5 separate regions of the Mus musculus genome follow, and regions 1, 2, 3 and 4 are each linked to region 5. A link is a contact called in public Hi-C and HiChIP or PLAC-seq data. All regions are on one chromosome and are shown on one strand. Each heading gives the region's core, a stretch centred on a gene start, on an enhancer-like site or on the middle of the called end of the contact. The rest is flanking DNA. Distances are from core to core; before and after follow the strand shown.

Evidence for each region. A called contact is a pair of places that touch in the nucleus more often than the background predicts. HiChIP or PLAC-seq counts read pairs in DNA pulled down with a chosen protein or histone mark.
Region 1: a Hi-C map of bone marrow-derived macrophages shows a contact between it and region 5, with 11 read pairs. The contact joins two enhancer-like sites. A contact is called at or near these places in 1 of 15 datasets of contacts at CTCF or cohesin (large pre-B cells), 2 of 484 Hi-C or Micro-C datasets (both in bone marrow-derived macrophages) and 3 of 115 datasets of contacts at active chromatin or transcription factors (acute myeloid leukemia, fibro-adipogenic progenitors and microglia).
Region 2: a contact with region 5 is called in an H3K27ac HiChIP or PLAC-seq map of microglia, with 7 times the contacts expected there. The contact joins two enhancer-like sites. A contact is called at or near these places in 2 of 15 datasets of contacts at CTCF or cohesin (large pre-B cells and pro-B cells), 35 of 484 Hi-C or Micro-C datasets (B cells, CD8 T cells, the CH12 cell line and 25 more) and 17 of 115 datasets of contacts at active chromatin or transcription factors (DN3 thymocytes, the HPC-7 cell line, bone marrow-derived macrophages and 9 more).
Region 3: a contact with region 5 is called in an H3K27ac HiChIP or PLAC-seq map of microglia, with 4 times the contacts expected there. The contact joins two enhancer-like sites. A contact is called at or near these places in 4 of 484 Hi-C or Micro-C datasets (bone marrow-derived macrophages and embryonic stem cells) and 13 of 115 datasets of contacts at active chromatin or transcription factors (craniofacial prominence, embryonic forebrain, embryonic stem cells and 5 more).
Region 4: a Hi-C map of bone marrow-derived macrophages shows a contact between it and region 5, with 11 read pairs. The contact joins two enhancer-like sites. A contact is called at or near these places in 1 of 15 datasets of contacts at CTCF or cohesin (large pre-B cells), 1 of 484 Hi-C or Micro-C datasets (bone marrow-derived macrophages) and 4 of 115 datasets of contacts at active chromatin or transcription factors (cardiomyocytes, embryonic midbrain and embryonic stem cells).

What each region holds. Positions count from the first base shown.
Region 1 is chr13:101,913,607-101,916,306 of GRCm38.p6, forward strand. No RefSeq gene overlaps it. Among named protein-coding and RNA genes, the nearest start is that of Gm41044, 99 kb to the right of the region's middle. Within about 2 kb of position 1,300, at least 50 of the 459 cell types and tissues checked have an H3K27ac peak or open chromatin away from gene starts, as enhancers often do. A contact at or near this core is called in bone marrow-derived macrophages, where this site is marked.
Region 2 is chr13:101,741,569-101,744,268 of GRCm38.p6, forward strand. All of the region lies in intron 2 of Pik3r1 (phosphoinositide-3-kinase regulatory subunit 1), which reads right to left. Among named protein-coding and RNA genes, the nearest start is that of Pik3r1, 25 kb to the right of the region's middle. Within about 2 kb of position 1,308, at least 46 of the 459 cell types and tissues checked have an H3K27ac peak or open chromatin away from gene starts, as enhancers often do. A contact at or near this core is called in bone marrow-derived macrophages, hematopoietic stem and progenitor cells, hematopoietic stem cells and 2 more, where this site is marked.
Region 3 is chr13:101,795,722-101,798,421 of GRCm38.p6, forward strand. No RefSeq gene overlaps it. Among named protein-coding and RNA genes, the nearest start is that of Pik3r1, 29 kb to the left of the region's middle. Within about 2 kb of position 1,425, at least 29 of the 459 cell types and tissues checked have an H3K27ac peak or open chromatin away from gene starts, as enhancers often do. A contact at or near this core is called in microglia, where this site is marked.
Region 4 is chr13:101,842,796-101,845,495 of GRCm38.p6, forward strand. No RefSeq gene overlaps it. Among named protein-coding and RNA genes, the nearest start is that of Pik3r1, 76 kb to the left of the region's middle. Within about 2 kb of position 1,451, at least 13 of the 459 cell types and tissues checked have an H3K27ac peak or open chromatin away from gene starts, as enhancers often do. A contact at or near this core is called in bone marrow-derived macrophages, where this site is marked.
Region 5 is chr13:102,667,788-102,670,487 of GRCm38.p6, forward strand. No RefSeq gene overlaps it. Among named protein-coding and RNA genes, the nearest start is that of Gm41046, 2.7 kb to the left of the region's middle. Within about 2 kb of position 1,299, at least 32 of the 459 cell types and tissues checked have an H3K27ac peak or open chromatin away from gene starts, as enhancers often do. A contact at or near this core is called in bone marrow-derived macrophages, hematopoietic stem and progenitor cells, hematopoietic stem cells and 2 more, where this site is marked.

The DNA of each region.
Region 1 (2,700 bases), core at 50-2,549, 750 kb before region 5:
TCAACAGGACAAACACCCTTTTGAAAATACAAAGTCTGATGACTGGGAGCTCACTGGTGTCACTCCCATGGTAGTTTTTGTTTGTTTCCAATTGGCAAAAACAAACAACCACAAACAAATAACCCCCACAATCTAAAATCTTGTTTTCCAAAGCAAAGCAAAGCAAAGCAGCAAGCAAAAACCTCCTTCTGTGAGTCTAGCTCCCCCTAAATTCCAGGGCCCACAAGATGAACAGGAAAGAGAGTGAGCACCTTCTGTGACTCAGTTGTACCTCCAGGCTAGCAATTCTCAACCTGTGAGTTGTGACCTTCTTTGCGGAGGTTGAACAACCCTTTTACAGGGGGTTGCCTAAGACCATCAGAAAACACAGATACTTACACTATGACTCATATCAGTAGCAAAATTACAGTTATGAAGTAGCAATGAAAGTAATTTTATGGCTGGGGGCAGGGGGGGGGGAGGTGTCCCACAACATGAAAGGGCCACAGGGTTAGGAATGGTGAGAACGACTGCTCTAGATGTGACGATTAGTGTTATTTGTCACCTTGACAGACTCTAGAGTCACCCAGGAGATAGGTCTTAAGGCATGTCTGTGAAGGACTGTCCTGATTCATGATGGTGGGCAGGACCAAGCCTTGACATGTTTAAAACAGAGAAATGAAGGAGAGCACCAACATGCTGGTGTCTGTTGCCCGTTCATTCTGTCTCCGAATATGACGTAACCAGCTCCTTTCAGTTCCTGCCACTGTGACTTTTCTGCCAGAGTGGACCTTAACCTGAACTCTGGACCAGAACAAGTCCATTCTCTCTTAAGTTGTCTTTATTTTACACAGCAACAGAAAAAGAAATTAGGACAATAAACCATGCAGATCTGAGAACCTATCTGTATACTAAACCCAGTATATAAGCCCTATTATGCCCTACGTGGCCAGTGTGATGGGAAGAGGACCCAGACCCCAGCTGAAGAGAACCAGACAAAAACAGTAGCTTTCCTTACCTTGATCTCTATAAAAATTTTGTTGCTTAGAAAAAAAATTAAATTCTCCTTGCTTAGAAGGAGAGTTCATATTTAGAAATACTGTGAACCAGAAAAAAAAAATGGTATCTTGAATCTTGGCGTTCCAAGTCTTGTTGGCTTGTGGCCAAGCTTCAGGATGCTTCTAAGAGCCATGTGGGGAATGCAAATCGGGATGTCTAACTCTCTTAAGGGCAGTCAGGAGGGCTGATGGTCTATGCTGCATGCTGTAAATCTACCACACAAAAAACCGCCCTCTTTGCACCAGCAGCAGCTCCAGACTTTGGCCTAAGCCCAGTTCCCTATTTCGTCCAAGTTGCTCTTAGCCTTAGTATTTAAGCCAAAGCTTTGTTCTATACACAGGCTGCTATTGATTGGGCCTTCTTATCTCTGTCTCCACAGATAAGGTATACATTAGCAAGACTATTCAGGGGTGGCCTTTTACAAAGGCAGAACGTCTCTTTGGTATCCAGGGTCAAGAAAGGCAGTGTTCAGGAGTGCTTGGTATCTTGAAGGTGTGTATAGAAGTGGTGTACAGAGGGGGTCCAGAAAGACACTCCCAGGCAACAAAGTTGTGAGGAAATGTGTTTTTTGTTCAGATCTGTGCCCCAGTTGGAAGTTGTATTCAGTAGATGTTTTATTTTAGGGCTGGTGTATGTGGTTGGTATGTGTGTGGTGTGTATGTGATGTGTGCATGTGTGTATGTGGTGTGTAATGTATAAAGTATGTATGGTATGTGTGTATGTGTGTGTATGGTGTAGTGTGTGTGTGTGTGTGTGTGTGTGTGTGTGTGGTGTGTGTATAGTGTGTTGTGTGTGGTATGTGGAGTGTGTGTCTGTATGTCTCTGTGTGTGCATATATATGTATATGTGTGGTATGTACAGTGTGTGTGTGGAGTATGTGTGTGTGTTTACATACACAACAACCTCTTTAGGGATTGGAAGTCTGCCTTGTACTCATTTTAACTTCTGGAGGCCAATGTGAGAAGTCTATGCTGGAAGCCTGTTAGCTTATTGTTTCCCTCCTTGCAAGGCGAGGCTGCAACGTGACTTTAGCCACGCATACCCAGCTAGAAGAGAGTGAGACAAAGTGTGTGGGAATTGCCACAATCTGCTCCCAGTCCCTGGATTTCCCTTTCCTAATGCTCTGAGCAGTGCTTTGCTTAGACAAGTCAACACTCGCTCACCAGCCACTGCACTCTCTGGCTCAGGGTACCAACGCTACTTAGTTTGAAGAAAAAAAGGCTGAAAAAAGAAAGAAAAGAAAAGAAAGCTTTCCTGGAATCTCTCATGCGTGTGAGAAACAAAAAGAAAAGAACAGAAATGTCAGAGCCCATGCTCTCGTGGTGATAGGCTCTGGAAAAGGAGACTTTAGTTTTTCTTTTCTTTATCTGGTATCACATTTTCAATTCACACCCATTATTAAGTGCGAGAAACACAATCATAGATTAGTTGAAGAAAGGGAGGAGCTAACTTTGCTAACAGAACAAATGACCTAGGCTATTTCTAGTCATCTGGTCATCGCGCTCAAATATGTTATGCCTATAAATAGAAAACAGGCAAGGGGTAAAGAAAAAAGATCCCCAAAGGAAGGAAGAGAGATGAACGAATAGAAAGGCACATAGGTCATGTCTGTGGCCACCTTCCCAGTCAAACCTTTTATCAGCTCTTCTGGCTAGAGAAATG
Region 2 (2,700 bases), core at 58-2,557, 930 kb before region 5:
TAGAGAAATGTGGAATCTAGGATTATGAACTAAAAACGAAAATGTAAATTAAAGTCACAAATACAACCTTTCTAGCAAATCGAAAACCTGTGTAATTATCCAGGTGCACATGCACAGATGGGAGGTCCAGGGTCAGGTGGCCACATTCCTTAGGTCCTGTCCCGCCTTCAGCACAGTCGCTAAATATTAACTCCTTTTCTGTCCTCTATAAACAAAATACTTTTACCCTCATGTCAAAAGAGTTTACAACCACTATCAACTAGCCCTCCTTTCTTCTCTTAGGAAATTACACATGAGATGTGAGAGCGAACTCAAAAAGGTACTAATTGTAAGTGATAGGATGTAAAATTCACAACACTTGCACATGTGAACTAAGCACGGTTTCCGATGTTGATAAAAGATGGACCCTCAAAGAACTACTGAATCCAGGGGCAGGATATCATCTAAGTAGAAACCAGAGCAAATGGACAAGCAGGGCTGCCTGAGAGGTGAGGCGGGACACTGGTACTACATCATCGGGAAAGTTGGTTGTGAAACCAACCCATCCTTTGTGAGGTATGTGAAAGACACCAGCCTCTCAGAGTGGACTCTGCAAGCATAGGATGGGAGAAGAAAGAGAGGAAAGGAAGGAGCCAGGTGGGAACTGCGAAAAGGGGGTGGGGGCAGAAAGGGAGAGGGGAAAGATTGGTTTCCCAGTAAAAAATATGTATATATAATATATATTATATATAAGTATACTTATAATATGTAATATATAATGTAAATTATATATGTATATATATATATATATACATATATATATATGAATATGATAGCTAGTGGTGTACAACTTTAATCCCAGCACTCAGGAGGCAGAGTCAGGGGCAGGAGGAACTCTCTGAGTTTGAAGTCAGCCTAGTTTACAGAGTGAGTTCCAGGACAGCCAAGGCTACCCAGAGAAACCCTGTCTCAAAAAACAACAAAACTATTTACCCAAAAGTATTATCTAGGTTTTAGAATTAAGTTGGAATTGGCCAAAAGCAATTATACAACTAAAACCTGTAGACTGACGACAGGCGGCAACCAAGCCTCAGATCTGCTGAGCAGACCCCAGCTCTGGCAAAGGAGAGAAGAGTAAACATTTGTTGCACTCGGTGAAACTTTTCCTTCCTGAGAGCCAAAAGCTAGCTGACTCCAGCCGCAGAGGGCCTGGAAAGATGTGGTCTGACAAGAATGGGAGTTTAAGCTAAACAATTTTGAAGACTCTGCGCCAATATGTTTAAACTTCCTCTACTCGAAAAAGCTGACAGTGTTTCTCAAGCTTCCCTTAAGGGGAAGATTAGACCACAAGTGACAGTTACAATGTAACTGTCCATAAAACTCCTAACTTGAAGGCTGTTACAAGTTACAGTAGCAAGTTACAGCCTGCTGGAACCATCAAGTAGTTCCATTAGAAAGGCATATTTGAATAATTATCCCAGCAAAGCTTTTCCTATGACATTATATGCATGCTGTACTATCAGATCTTTTTATGTAAATACAATTTTATATATATTACATATAAGTACATAATAATTTGTATAGAAACAAGTTTATATGGCTTATATGTGTGATATATAACATTGAGAACCGTAAGTCAAATAGAGGTTAATTTAACAGTTAATATTTTCATCAATCTCATAAAATGCACAGGTTTGGGCTGAGGGTGGAAGGCTCAGTCACTACAGTGCTGTCCATTTAAGGATAAAGACATGGGTTTGATCCTCAGAACCCACATAAAAATGCTGGTCACGGTGGCTCACACCTGTAATCCCAATCCTAGGGAGGCAGAGAGAGGCAGAGCTTCGGTACTCACTGATCAACCAGCCTAGCCTAAACGTCATACTTCCTGGCCACTGAGAGAGCCTGTCTCAGTGGAGAGGGAGTTCCTAGAATGTCACCTGACCTTGTCCTCTGGCCTCTCTCTCTCTCTCTCTCTCTCTCTCTCTCACACACACACACACACACACACACACACACACACACACACACACACACACACGCGCTCGCACACACACACACACACGCGCACACACACACACACACACACACACCAAAAGCAAGGCTCCAACATGCGGAGGGGATAAACTCTCTTTAAAATCAATCACTTTTTCCTAGCTTGCTGACCTGGCGATCTTTTGATAGAAGGAAAAATGACACTCATGTCTGCTTCATACATTAGTTTTTCTTGCGTCTATTTCCTGAAACAGGAAACATCCATTTTGTTGAGCTCCTTTTGTCTTGGCAGACCATAGGTCACTGCAAAGCAAGAGGGTAGGGGTGGGAGATGGGGGTGGGGGTGTCATCTGTCTTTGGCTCCGGGACACACCCTGGCCGAACAGGAGTGAGTGAGTCACACGATATAACATGATTATCTACCAGCTCTTGTTAGCATGCTATATCTGCTTGAGAGCACTATAAGGTCAAATCTCAGCTTTCCTACTGGCTGTGTAACTTGGGGATTTAACTACACTTTGACTTTACAACGGGTGTATGGATAAAGTCACTATCATAGAGTTATCATGAAAAGTAAGTAGCTAACACACAAATAGGTGTTAGCAGAGAACCTGAAATATATGCAACATGCAAAGGCAGGTGTAAAGCTAGCTTTAGGTTTATGTGTGTACACACAGATATATATCTTTAAATTTTTTATGCCAAGTAAGCATTTTCCATCCACAT
Region 3 (2,700 bases), core at 175-2,674, 870 kb before region 5:
GTCCACTGTCCTGTTTCTTTAGCCAAATTCCTTGTCACACAGGAACTGAGATTGACAAAATGGTGATCATGATGGGGCAATGCCAGCCCCAGCATCAGAGTCAGAAGAGTGGGTGCTACATTGTCTGGGACTGCAGCCCCTGGGGTGGCATAGTGCACAATTGGAGTGGTTCTTCCCTCCTCATTTAAATATCTTGGGACTGTCCCACAGACACACTGCCAATGTGTCTCCTAATTATTCTGAATGCATTCAAGATGACAGTAAAGATCAAACATACATGGGCTGCCCCATATAGTTACAGGCCCTAAATAGAAATGCTGTGGGCGCACAGCAAACAGGAAAAACTTTACATATACATGAGTACCAGATCAGAGTAAGTAGAGAGACATTTCTGTTACAATCATGGAGATTTATCTGAGATTTCTATCTGATTAGTCCTCTGTAGTGTGTGACCCCATCACCGTAAGTGTGATGGCTAATTGTATCAAAAGTAACTGTGTAAGAGATTTCCCAGATATCCAGCCAAACATATTTTGAGTATGAGGGTGTTTGTGGATGAAATTAATACTTGAATTAGTAGACGTGGTAATACATCGTTCTCTCTAACATGAGTGAGACTCAGGCAGATTGCAGAAGCTTAGAACATAGAGGTTGGCTACTACAGGAAAGATGGTTCCTTCCCTCTGGGTACCTAGAGCTGAAGCATTGCTTTGCCTTGTTTCTCGTCTTCAGGTTACCCTGGATCTCTGGTCTTACTGGCATTTGCCTAGAGCTACTCCAGCTGGCTTCTGGTTAAGCCAAGTCATTGGGACCCAGCTTGGTGACCCCTGCTTTCCTAAGGTTCTAGTATGCTGCTCATTGAGCTTTGTCAGCTTTTCATAACAATACTAGCAATTCCTTGCAGCAAATCTCTTTGCATCTTCACACACACACACACACACACACACACACACACACACACACACACACTATTCCGTTTCTCTGGAGAACCCTAGTGTTAAAAGGAGCTTAGAGAGGGATGTACCACATTAGTAAGTTCAGGAAGCCAAATGTTAATGAATTTCCCCCCTCCTAATGAGGACTTAGAGTATTTTAGATAAATACTGAGCATTGTGAATGTGAATCACTTAATTACAGCCACAGTACATGCAGAAGTAAAAGCCTTCTGCTCAGGAAAGCTAGACAAACCTTAAGCCAGAAAGCATTGCTCCTACCCTCCTGGTAGCCACTAGGAAGGCTCTTTAACAGTTCCATTCTTCTTTGCAAACCTGCATCTCCGTGATACAAAGGTGGCTACTGGGCTCGCTGCTTGTCTCATACCGAAAGGCCAAGATGATGACTTACATCACGGTCCCAAGTCATAGGCACTGCCTGAAACATAGTCTAACGTTCCTGGAACATTCTGTGACATCTCTACTTCCTCACAGCCTGTGTAGAAGTCACAGGAAGCCTTTCAGACTCTGCTTGGTCCCAGACAGATAGGCCACAAGATTCTCCTGAGAAACAAGAAGAAACGGCCAGGAAGTTAGTTTTTTTCAAGACTGCAGAGATCAATGCAGAGCCCCAGGGCCTCCTGGGGAGGCCTCTGGGACTTTTCTTTATCTTCCTAGAATAGACAGAAAGGTCAGAGAGAGAGAGGGAAAGGCTCCTGCTGCACTCAGCAGATTGACAGAAAGTCTTGCCCCATTCTTGTGTATAAGAATGATCTAAGCCACTGGAGTCTCTCTGAGTTTCAATAAAACCAAACTCTCAAACAATAACTGATAAAACAGAGCTTTCAGGTGGACCAGAAACAATGACTAGACCTTGGGCACCAATGGTCCTGTCTTTGCTACTTGGCTGTACAGCTTAACCTGCAACTGTGTCATTGGAGGGAAAAGAAGAAGAGCTGAATTAGATGACTGGCTCAGACTCAAACAACCTAAGGTATCCTGGTTATCTCTCTAGGGTGGTTTTATCAGCACAATAAACCTGACTGTTTGCTTTGAAGGGTGGGATTTTTTTTTGACTGTAGGCCTTTGATTCTGTTTTGTAGCACTTGGTACACAACAGCCCCGTACTAAGTTCTAGAAGCATAAAACGAACTCCCAAACGTGTGGGGTCTTGAAGATGATCTGTAGTCTAGTTTAAGAAACTAAGCACCAAATTGTTCTTCTTAAAGGACACAACAAAAGGAAACCCACCACAGCTTCAAAACATGCCTTCAAAGACCCCCTTCCTCTTCCCACTGGGAGGTGCCCCTGGCAGGGGCAACTGAGAGTGAAAGTCCTGCCTTACTCTCCTGCATATTCCAAGTAAGGTTACCCGCCACACAGGACATCTGGCTGCTCTTCAACACTATGCTGGAGTCAACAACAAAGAGACCATCAGTAGGGACTCCAAGCAGCCAGTGCATGCCTCATCTGGGGCAGGAGCCCAGGTACCATTGACTGTACCTGTAGGCGAGGTCCTGGGAGAGACCTGCCTACGGAGACCTTTTTAGATTCTCAACCATAAAGCTGAGAACAAAAATGAAAGCACAGGCCTAAGCTGCTGGTTTGGGGGTAATTAATTATGTATTAACAGTGACTATAGTGATGTCTTCACCAACATTATTCTTACAAGAACCAAGAATTAAAGATATAATGGTAACACATTATCACGAGATTTTTTTATGTGTACAGCCCACTCCAGAAATGATAAATATAGATTAGATAGATA
Region 4 (2,700 bases), core at 201-2,700, 820 kb before region 5:
AAGGAGTCCAAGGCTCATGGGAGGAGCAAGCAAACATTAATACATATATAGTCGTTAGGAAGATAGTCCAGTGGAGACTGGGAACAAGATGTGAAATCAGAGAAGACATATCAGAAGAGTGATTCTTGACCAATTTTCCCCAGATGAACAGGGATATACCATACCACAAGGTTACAATCAGAGTAGTTAGCTCTAGAACAGCATTTACTGGACAACCAATACTTTTTGTTCATTCTATAGACCTGCGGGGCTGGGGAAATGGCTTAGAGTACTTGTCTAGCATGCTGAGAGCCATGGGTTTGATCTGTAGCTCCACAAACAACACAACAATAAAGACAACAAAAGCAACACTGTGTGCTTATCTCTAACATTCATCATCTGAGCCAATGACTCTTGTTCCATCCCTCCTCCTCTATTTAAAAGCAAGTTCCTTGAGAGATAATCATATTAAAAAAAAGAAATTAGAGAGACCCATAGGAACTTAAAGGAGAGGTGAATTCTGGACCTATACGATTTGCTAAACAAACATATGGTACATCAGGCTATGGCCTCAATAGCCTCTGATTCCATTAGAAAAGTCTTGATGATGGTCTTGACATTTGGAGTAGAAGAAAGAAAGAAATAACAATTCTTTCAGACTTCAGAGATGGTCTCGTTCCTATCTGAGTTGTCTTTCTAGTGCAGAACCCTAGCAGCCAAGGTATGCTTGGTTTTCAATGTAATTCTCCACTGAAGACATTATTCTCTGTAGATTATTGGTTCTCTTGGGCTACATGAATATTTTATTTAATTTTGATGACATGAAGACTCCAGTTTAAGTGGAGAAGCTGTTTTGTAGTTTGGGGTATAATTTTTAATAAAGGGGGTGCATCTGTGTATCAGGTGGTGGGAAGTTGCTTACAGAAACCCTGTGAAGAGACATGATGTTGACCTATGATAGCTCCTGTAGCAGCCATAAAAATATTACCTCGAATTTGGTGACTCATAACAATAAGGTCACATTTATCATCACAGTTTTGAAAACCAGAAGGACAAAGTGACAGTATCCTCAGGGCTATGTACCCTCTGAAGGCTCTAGGAAGAATTCTGCCCTTTGTTTTCTTTAGCTTCTGGTACTTTGGGGTGTATTATGGCTTGAGATCCTGTAACCATTCTTTGCCCAGTCTCCAGCTGTTCCAATATTCTTCAGTCCAACTTCTGTTTGTCCTCTATAAGGTTGTTAAATGGAAGGCCTACCTAGGTAATCCAGGGTGATCTCATACAAAAGTCTCTGATTTAATTACATCCAGATCATTTTCAACATAAGGTGCCATTTACAGGTTCCACAGAATAGAATATAGACATATCTTTGGCAGGACAGGGGTCACCACTCACTCTATTGCATGACCCATGGTTGGGAGAGCTGATAATAGCAGAGTTGCCTCCTCAGGGAAGATTCTGAAGTTTACTCTCACTTCCTTCATCATAAGAGGAACATTATTCACAATCATGTGTTAGAGGTCAAAGAAGGAATCGTATCCTGATAGGACCAACTCCAATTATACCTAGGAGATTTGCTCTGATTTCTTTCTGTATGTAGTGTTTTCATACATTTGAGTTAGCTCAGTATGTTAAAAATACAATTTTTTTTTACACAAAAGTCCTACATTCTGGCTCATCTCATAAAGTCAGCCCCTAAATTTCTTCTTCTCAGTAACACAGCTGGAAGATTCTCCTTATGACAAGGCTGTGACATCACTGCTTTCTACTTATCCCAGGACCATTGTACTAAGTGCTTGGCCCCTGGGAGTCTTGGCTGGGTGGTTTCTATCCTTGGGCACAGCCCAAGGGGCAGCTTATCACTTGGGACAGAAATGCAAGCAGTGGCTCTGACTCATGGAACTAAACTCTGACCATGGTTTACAAAAGTGTTTGCACAGAGGAGGATCATGTACCATTTTCGAATCACTTGATGTATTCATGGGTAGCCAAATCCATAATCCAAAGATCTCCATTCCCGTTTGTCCATGATGGAATGCACAGTTTAATATGTTTCTCTTCTCAGAACAGTTTAACTTCTTTCAAGCTTAGTCTTGTGTAAACATGATTTATAATCTGGAGTTTTCCAGCATCAACTTAGTTCCAGAAGACTTGCTTATTGCTTTTTTGGACTATGTGTTTTATCTGTTTTATAATGCCACTTATATAACATGATGAATATCTTCCTGCTGCTGTGAAAGTTCTTTTGTTGCAACTTATACGCACAGAGCTTCACTGAGCTAACGCTTCTAATATGGCTTTGCCAATATCCCTGTCCCGGGACATGTGGAGTGTGGGAATCACTTTTTAAAGTTTTTTTTTTCTTTTTAAACAGATACCCACTGCTTTTCTTTGCTCTTAAAGTTCAGATCATGCCAAGTCAAGGACAGCCTTCAGCCACAGAGCTGTGTAGAGACCTTCAACACAGAACACTAATCTACTATTCACAATCAGAGTGAGTGTTGGCAGCGAAGGATTAAGGAAGCATTGACCCCGAGGTGTTCTGTCAGAAGTATTTTACCCAGGATTAACTGTTCTTACACAGCCTTCCTCATGCCACTCTGAACTTTTTTTTTTAAAGGCATGGTTTCTGTCTAAAGCATAGAGATAATATTTCATGTGGACTATTTTAATGATGAACAAAAATCAGATTTTTATTTTATATGCTTCTTCAGATAGGAT
Region 5 (2,700 bases), core at 49-2,548:
TGCTTACAAGATTAGGTTTAGTTGTTGCACCCAGAGATTGAGTTACCATTGTTTCTGAGCTAAATTTGTGTGGTGTTTTTCTTCTCTCAGGAACTTGACTGGGTTCCAGAGACAAAAGTACGGCGGCAAAGCAAGGGTTTGCCTGATGTGCACCACAAAGGCCTCGGGGGCTTTGAAGCATGAGGCTGGCATGATAGCAACCCAAAAGTGGGAACCTAGCGAGCTGGGTGGGGAGATTGTGGAGGTCTGAGTCAGAGTCTCCATGAGATAATAGGTTGGCCATTGTCGGCCAGTGCATGGCCAGCCAGCCCCACAGGGCAGAGAGTTGCCGGCAGTAGAGCAGGAAACCTGCCGGTCATCTCAAGAGATTTGTTTCTACCAGGTTGCTGGATGTTGTGGCGGCTGACCACAGGGTGGACGGTTATTGCATGGGGCTGGCATGGCAATGATCCAAGGGAACTCGGGAGCTCCGGCCCAGAGAGATTACCCAGAGAGAGATCATGGAGACATGTAGCCCCGCTGTGTCTATCACTAGCGAGGGATCGTGATGGTCTTTTTAAAATATTTCCTGCAACGTATGCACACACACACCCCAATATATACATATACCACACACACCATAATTCAAAGAGAGTAAATTACAATAAAGTGAAAATTCTCCCATTTACACCATACTTACACCTCAGTTTATCACCTCGGAAATAACTTATCCATTTTCTTGTTCATCTTTCTATATTTCCTCCTCTTGCAAATACACACATATACACAGAGAGACAAAGGACAGAGACAGACAGAGAAACAAACAAACAAACAAAAAACCCAGAGGGACAGAGGTAGACAGAGAAATGGAGAAACAAAGGAAGAGACAAAAATTATATATATTATAATTTATATAAAAATTATATTAAGTTTATATAAAAATTGTAATTACATAAAATATATGTGGTATATATTACATATATGTTGTTTTTCATAGGAGCAAAAGAACACAATGTACACTTCTTATACATCTTAGGTATTTTCTTTAACAGCATTCTGTGGTTTATAAATCTAAGTTAATAGCTCTAAGTCCCTTAGAACAGTGCTTGAACCATAGCAAATGCTAAAGCAATGTCCCCTCACATGGGGGAGGTCAAAGAACAGACTCCAGCATTCGAAACTGTTGGAGCGCAGAGATAAAAACCAACACGGTTCCACTGGACAGGATGGACAGAAGCCCGGAGGATACCCCAGAGACTACACTACTACCCCTCCCAGTGCCTGTGTGGCATTTGGGAAAAAAAATGTTGCCATCAAAGGACACACTTCCTCAAATGAAGTCACACTTTCCTCTCTCTGGTATGGATACATCTAAGCTATGCATAGGGAAGCAAGTCTTCGTGGTAGATTTTGCTGCAGCCACGATCAGAAAATGAGAGCTGACTTCTGCACTTTAATCTGTTACATCCCAGTAGCAATGTTAAACTCACCTACAAAGAATGAATGGTGTTAAACCCCCAGTTTGTCCAAAGCTTGCTCAGGTCCACATCAAGTCACAAATGTTTCTGAACGATAATGAAGGGGGAGAGTCTCAAACTTGGTTCTGGTTCCAAACCTGTCCACTGAGGTCCTCTGACTGACCCAGAACTCATAGCAGATGTAAATTCTAAGGCTAATCAGAGCAGCTGCCAGGGCAAGGCTCAAGAGGGGGCCACAAGCAGTTTGTTGGTGCAGACCATTTTGCCTGGTGCCGTGAGGAACATTCTCTGTCCACACAATGTTCAGTTCCCCAGAGATGCCTTCTCGTTTCTTGGTGTAGAAACATGACAGAGGCCTTCCACTTGCCCAGGCCACCTGACCCACAATGCACCTGTCAGACTCAGCAACCAACACAGCCTCGGGGTAGGATGTGGGGAAGGGCAAAGGTTTTGAAATGTGGAGCTATTTGGGTGTCTGAGGAATTTGACAGAACTTGTGACTGCTCCGTTTGGTAACTTAAATAAACAGGAGTCGTTCCAGAACAAATAGCGGAGTCCATTTAAATTCACCACTCCCCCCTCTCCCTGCCAGAGCTCTTTGTTTTAAATAGGCATCGTTTGAGTGTTCGTGGGTATGTGCACGCACTTCTAACCAAAGGTTGGGAGAGATGCCAAATGGTAGCCCTCCCAATGCTATCAGGGAGGAAACAAGAGATGCCTGACCCTGTGCTGTGCCCCACTGAGAGGCTTCTGTGGGGCAGGGACTAGGTCAAAACAAAGCCAACTACTGCAGACAACTGTTTTTGCCACCGAGTCTCCAAAGCCCTACAGCACCCGATACATGTGACCCACATAACTACACGGACACAGGGCGCAGGGGGCAAGCCTGTACTGCGACAGCTGCCACCCCTTCACGGCTCTGTATTGTCCCTGAGCCTGTTTTGCTCAAAGGTCCTGACAAGGAGAAAACTTGAATCCAGGAGGAATTTGAGTCATTTGGGGTGTGAGTATCTAAAGTACTGATGAAAACAAGAGACAAAAATGGGCCAGGTAGTTGATGGCTGAGACCTGGGGATGTTTTTGGTTCTGCCCTGCCTGACCACTGACTTTATCAAAGTGCTGTGGGACCGTGAATGACTGTCACTCTACTTCCTGAGTGAAAGCCCACCTGAGGCAAGAGATGACACCTCCCTCACACTTAAAGGCACTCTACCTTTACTGTTAATCAGCCCTCAGTCGGGCT